2 separate regions of the Mus musculus genome follow, and region 1 is linked to region 2. The links are chromatin contacts, called in public Hi-C maps. All regions are on one chromosome and are shown on one strand. Each heading gives the region's core, a stretch centred on a gene start, on an enhancer-like site or on the middle of the called end of the contact. The rest is flanking DNA. Distances are from core to core; before and after follow the strand shown.

Evidence for each region. A called contact is a pair of places that touch in the nucleus more often than the background predicts.
Region 1: a Hi-C map of rod photoreceptor shows a contact between it and region 2, with 1.7 times the contacts expected there. The contact joins two enhancer-like sites. A contact is called at or near these places in 2 of 39 promoter capture datasets (the HPC-7 cell line and embryonic stem cells), 22 of 484 Hi-C or Micro-C datasets (the Ba/F3 cell line, the CH12 cell line, the G1E-ER4 cell line and 15 more), 5 of 115 datasets of contacts at active chromatin or transcription factors (embryonic midbrain, embryonic stem cells and forebrain) and 2 of 9 other capture datasets (embryonic stem cells and embryonic trunk).

What each region holds. Positions count from the first base shown.
Region 1 is chr7:109,229,409-109,232,663 of GRCm38.p6, forward strand. No RefSeq gene overlaps it. Among named protein-coding and RNA genes, the nearest start is that of Gm32563, 22 kb to the right of the region's middle. Within about 2 kb of position 1,528, at least 16 of the 459 cell types and tissues checked have an H3K27ac peak or open chromatin away from gene starts, as enhancers often do. A contact at or near this core is called in the N1E-115 cell line and rod photoreceptor, where this site is marked.
Region 2 is chr7:109,153,581-109,156,554 of GRCm38.p6, forward strand. All of the region lies in intron 1 of Lmo1 (LIM domain only 1), which reads right to left. Among named protein-coding and RNA genes, the nearest start is that of Gm44781, 12 kb to the left of the region's middle. Within about 2 kb of position 1,696, at least 12 of the 459 cell types and tissues checked have an H3K27ac peak or open chromatin away from gene starts, as enhancers often do. A contact at or near this core is called in the N1E-115 cell line and rod photoreceptor, where this site is marked.

The DNA of each region.
Region 1 (3,255 bases), core at 278-2,777, 76 kb after region 2:
TGCAAACTTTCCCCTGGGTCAAAACAAGTGGCCCAGGCCCAGCTCAGGTGCTCAGTCCAAGGGCCGAGGGAGCCTGCCATTCCATTCCCCTGCGTCAGGTAAGGTCTCAAAGACTGTGTGTGTTGTGTGTGAGTGTCTGTCTAAGGGTGTGTGTGTCTTTGTGGGTTGTGTATGAGTGTCTGTGTGAGGATGTGTGTGTCTTTGTATATTGTATGACTGTGTGAGGGTATGTGTGTCTGTATATGTTGTATGACTCTCTGTGTGAGAGTATATGTGTCTGTGTATGTTGTGTGTGAATGTCTATGTGTCTGTGTGTGTTGTGTATGAGTGTGTGTCTATGGGTGTTATGTGTTGTGTGAGTATGTGTGTCTTGTGTGAGTTTTGTGTGTTGTGTGAGGGTGTGTGTGTATGCTGTGTGAGGGTTTATGTGCCCATATGAACTCACATGGAGGTTGGAGAGGACATCAGGTGTTCTGTTCTATCATTTTCTACCTTACTCCTTTCAGACCCTGAACTTGGAAGAAGGCTAACAGGGAACGATCCTTCTGTCTCTTCTTCCTACAGAGCTGGGCTTGGAGGTACCCATGGTCTTTTGACATGAGTGCTGGGATCTGAACTCATGTCCTCGAGCCTCTCTCCAGAGGCATGAACTTATGTCCTACTGAGCCTTCTTCTCCAGACCACTGCTTTTCAAAACTTGCAAAATCTATGTAGGAGCAACAGCCTTCCAAGGATTGCTGGTTAGTGTTCTTTAGGACACTCCAGGCTCGTGTGTGTGTGTGTGTGTGTGTGTGTGTGTGTGTGTGTGTGTGCGCGCACAGGAACATGCTCTGTAAGGGGTACTCAGGGAACTCTCATACACATTGTTTGTGAACAAACAGAGGAAGCCGAGCCAGGCGGCTCCCTTTAATGTCCTTGTCTCATGCTGCCCATCTTCCTCTGCTTGGGTTCCAGGCCTTAAGGTCTGCTCATGTGGCCTATGTTTATATGGGATACCAACCTGCGGCTTGGCCTCGGCCCTCCCACATTGGGGAGAAGCAACAGCTCTTCCCTTCCCTCAGGGGCGCCTTCACAGGGAGTGGCCCCAGTAGCGGATGTTTCCAGCATCCACTGACACCTCAGCCAGATATGAAAGGAAGGAAGCCTCTGAGTTGAGAATATATTCTGAGTTCCCCCATCTTCCCTCTCACAGACAGGATTTGAAAACCCCAGGAAGGGGATCCCTGGGACAGAGAGTTAGGGATCTACCCTGGAGGAATCTGTTTAAGGTTGCCACCAGGCCTGGAGTGGGAATGGTGAAAGGCAGGAGAGTGGGGCAGGAGGCAGGCTTGAGTGTCCTGACCCAGCTGTCCTCTCAAAACCTGTGAGTTTTATCTGGCCCCTCTCCACCTGCAGAACCTCTTCCACCAGCCCATTCCTGACAGGGATCAGGGCTTCTTTCTGTCTGCCTCTACTCCTGCCCTCCTGTCAGGGATGAGCCGATGCCAGAATCCTGTAACCTCTAGGAGGCAGCAGAGAGCACAGCCTGAACAGCTAAGCAGCTATTGGGCATTCATTTCCACCTCTGCAATGCTGGGTACCTGGGGAGAGCCCGCAGGCCTCTCTGGGTCTCTGGTTCTAGTTTTTTCTTATTGGGATGATGACTCACAGTCCTGTCTCTGCTAGATGCACAGATGGGGAGAATCTGCTGTGAATCTAAAGAAGGGGTGGGGAAGAAGGTAGGCAGCCAGGGAGAAGGGAGGACCAGCCTGTGTGTGTGTGTGGGGGGGGGGGGGGGGGAGAAGGTAGGCAGCCAGGGAGAAGGGAGGACCAGCCTGTGTGTGTGTGTGTGTGTGTGTGTGTGTGTGTGTGTGTGTGTGTGTGGTGTGTACAAGCGTGTTCACTGGGGCAGAGTTTCACATCGCCAAACCTGGAAAGCACAGTGGCTGATGTGGGGGTATTAGCCTTGAACAGTGGGACCTGAGTGCCAGTCCTGGCTCTGAGAGAGGAGGAGGAGCCTAGTACCCAGGGGCCTCGCATGCCAAGAGCCACTTTTGTACCCCTGCCTGCCCCCACTCCTCCATCTGCCTGACTTTACCACTAATAGGTTTAGGATTTCTCTTTGTAAAGAAATATAACCCAGCAGGTGGGAACTGGGGTCCCCAGCCCACCCAGACTTCATGCCCCACCCAGATCTCCCCTGGGAGACTTGGAGTTGGGCCTCATTCTTCCCAAGAGGGCTGGGAGGTAGAAGAAGCTGGAGGGCCCCATTCTGGCCTCTGACAAGCTTCATCGGGACGCCCGGAGGGGTTTATTTGGATTTTTTAATTATCATTTTTTACTTTTTTTCCTCCTCATGAAAAAGTTTTAATATACACAGTAAATTAAGCCCAGAAAAAAAAGGAGGGGGGCACATTTCATCTTTAATCTATTTACTTCTGAATATTTAACATACAATTCTGGCACCAATCACCAAATTTAACTGGAAAATTACTCACTAATCTGTTTGCTTATTTGGAATAATTGGGTCGGCTGCCAGCGCGAGGATTTCCCCCCCTGTTTAATATCTCAGTTAGTAGTCCAATTTCAGCTTGGCGGCATAATTACTCTGACAGAGCTGTAGCCACGGGGCCTGTGAGTGGGGCTGCTTTTAAACCGTAAATTATGAAGGATTAGCATTTATGAATTTTAAATCAGGACTGGGGTAGGAGACACTAAAGCTGCTTAACGCTGGGGAACAGCAGCCTCCACTCAGAGGCGTCTGCCGTAACCCTTCCGCTCCCAGGACATCTGAATGATGGGGAGCCTGGAGTGGTGACCTGGTGGAACACAGAGATCGACAGGGTGGGACACAGAGGTGCAGAGGGGAGTGGCCAAGCAATGATGGAGCCCCTGAGGGTCAGGATTCCTAGCTGATGTAATGGGAACAGGGTTCAGCCAAGGCCATCTACCCCTGTGGGAGGCAACAAGACTCTACTTTTCATTGCCCTAGAGGGAGGCTAGGAGTGACAAACCAGGAGTTAAGGTCAATCCCTGCATCCCCCTGCCTCCACACAGACCTCTACCCTGTGGTAGGATGGGTGTCTTTTCTTGAGACTTTTCTGGCAGCTGATGTTAGTTTCTGGTCTACTAGCTCTGGATGACAGGAGGGCCATCTATGCCTTCCCTAACATGTCACAGCACTTCTAACTATCTGTCTTCCTCTTTTTCCTTCTCCACAGGCCCCTCTCTAACACCTGGTGGAATGTGCCTAGCTGTTAAACTAGACCTAGTTAA
Region 2 (2,974 bases), core at 446-2,945:
GACCATTGCTTTTGTTTTCCTTTGGAAGGTGTAATTCTTGAGGTCTGTCTTCTCTACAGCTGTTCTCCTCATACTGAACCCGACAGCCGCCCTAAGCATAGCTTCAATAAATGAATGAAGAGACTTAATGGCAGCTATCCAGATATTACTGGCAAGCATCTCTGGCTGGAGTGGGCAGATTTATGTAGGCAGGTGCCCAGAGCAGGGAGGGCCCTGATGGCATACTGCTGCCCCTCTGCCACATAGCCCAAGACACCTGTGGCTCGGTGGTCCTAAGAAAAAGAAAGAGACAGCTATGGTAGCAGCACTCAGTCCTGCCTGCCACGAACGACTTTTTTCTCTTGTATGTATGCATGCATGCATGCTTGTTTGTAATGGGTGCCAGGGATCAAATGTGGCTCCTCGACCTCATGCTTGTACAGAGAGTACTTCATGGACTGAGCTCTTTTGAAGAGAGTTTTTGAGAGGTGAATCCCAGGGCTCTACCCCATGATTCCTTTACACATAAACACTCTGACCTGCTCAGGGTGTGACAGGCAGAGCTGCAGGGTTCATGGGTCTGTGGGAGGCCAACAGCGCAGTCCTTTCCTCTTCAGCTTGTCCTGAACCCCTTGGCTCCTCATACAGACCCTATGTACCTTGCTATTCTCTGAAGGTCCCTCTGGGTATCTAAATATGACCACTTTCCCCTTGTAACCGAGGCTGAGCCTTTAGGAGCCGATGGGAAGAAAAGACCCCTGAAATTTCCTATAGAGAACTCCAGACCCAAGCCTTTTTCTGTCCCGAGTCTCCCAATCCTATCCCAGGCTGCAGAAGCCAGTTCCCATGTTCTTATAGATGTGTTACCCGGAGCCACACATCTGTGAGAGGGATGTGTCTGGAAGCTGTGTTCCCCAGACGGTGACTCAGCAACAACGTGGGCACCTGTAAAGCCAGCGTCACCCATCTAATGAAACGGGGCTCCCAAGAGGCCTACACTCTCCACAGAGGAGGAGGAGGACTCACACTCTCAGACAAGTCTCAATTTCACAGCATCAGGGACATGAGCACCAACTCGCTGAACCAGAAAACGAGAGTCTGGCAGGAGCTGCAGACACACCGTGAGCGTCGGGGATCAGAGATTAGGGCCCTTTAAAATCAATTTTGAATTCAAAGTTTTAAATGTGTTCTCCAGGAGGCACAAAGAGGGGACCCTACAGTCTGGCTCAGCCTTCCCAGCTGCTGGGCTCTGCTTCCTTCTTGAAGCAGCAGAGCACAGCACCTGCTAGCTACAATGAGTCGGACACTGGAGGAAGACAAAAACAAACAAAAAAAAGACTGGAAACTTCTAGGTACAAGCTGCAACAGCATAGGGCTGAGGCTTCCTGTTGCCACCCCAAAGGCTGCGATAGCCCTTCTCTGTAGGAGTGGGAGGGACCCAAGCAGCTGAGATGGTGGACTCTGAGGTGGGGTAGCTATGGATTCTAGACCAGCCATGGGCTCCCAGGGGAGATCCTTGTTCAGAATAAACTTCCCTTCTAGCAAAATGGAGAGAGAAGACCTGGAACATACCCCCAGGGGAGCAGGTGTGTGTGTGTGTGTGTGTGTGTGTGTGTGTGTGTGTGTGTGTGTGTGTAGCACAGCCCCAGGGAAGCAGGGGTGGGGGTAGGGGTGGAGGTGCTGGATCACAGGCTCCAGGAAGCAGGAGGCCACTATGTGGCAGTCAGTAGAATAGACTCCTGCTAATGCAGCTACCAGCTGTACCACATGCTATGGGTAGCTGGGAGCTGCCTGTTGGACAAGCTGTCTGTCATCTGTCAGGCCATGTCTGGGGGACTGTGAAGTCACCACAATACACAGGGCAAAAGGTCTCACCAGGAACCTGGGCAGATCAGATTATTCCAGCCAAACCCTGGAAAGGGCTTCAGAGCTCGTAAGAGGACACTCACCAGAGTGTGCTCCAGGTATCCCTTCTTGGTCCTGTGCTCCAACCTGGGGCCGGCCAACCCCAGTGACTTTTCACCTACAGTCAACCCACGGCTGATGTCTTCTCAGATTGTGTAGGGAAGCAACCCTCTAACGCTTCTGATCCCAGTGTTTCTGCGAGCCCAGCCTCCCCCACTTCTCCTAAACCTCAGGCCCTCTCTATGCCATAGTGGTCCTAAGATATAAACCTCAATAACCATGAAGCATTCAGCAGGGGACAAACAGCCACAGGAGCATCAGCGTCTTGGATCCACTTCATGGGGAGCTCCTTATTTTTTAAAAGGAACACTGAACAGCAGCTGGGGTTCCCAGACCACTTAGGGGCAAGGAGGCAAGGACCCCCTAGCTTGGGAGTGGGTTGCTGGCTTTTCAAGGAAATTGCAGCGAAAGCCTGGGTAATGCTCCTTTTAGTTACAGCATAAACTGTGGCGATAAAGCGTACCTGGGGAATGTTTGTTTAGAGAAAGCACTAATGATTTCTTCCCCAGTGGTTAATAAATTCACTTCTAGATCAATTTGTACGCGATAGAGCCCGGCGAGCGGAACCCGCGCGGCGGGCACAGTCGAGTGTGTCTTTTTCAGTATAAATGATTTATTACAATGATTAGCGGCACATAAACAATTTAAAATACAACGCTAATTAGTTTGGGGAAGAAAGGAGGGGAAAAGCCGCCCTGCCTCTCTACCCATTATGTTCTACTTCTCTAAGTATGTACTTTTTAATTAAATCCAAATGTCACAATAAATTTAAAGTGTTTTATTACAGCTCAGGCTAACTGAGGCAGTCAGGCAAGGTTCACCCCCTCCCGCCCCCCCCCCCAAGGCATCAGTAGGCAGGAGTGGGGGTGAGGATCAAGGGCACCAGAGGGGCCTGCTCACATCTTTCCTCCTGGGTGAGATCTCCACGGGCTCCTGTAAACCCCTCCGGGTTTCTGCAGCTCTGGACTGGCAAATACTAGAAACTCCCAGGTGCCTCCAACCTTCTGCTCACCTTCGCAGTCAGCTGAGT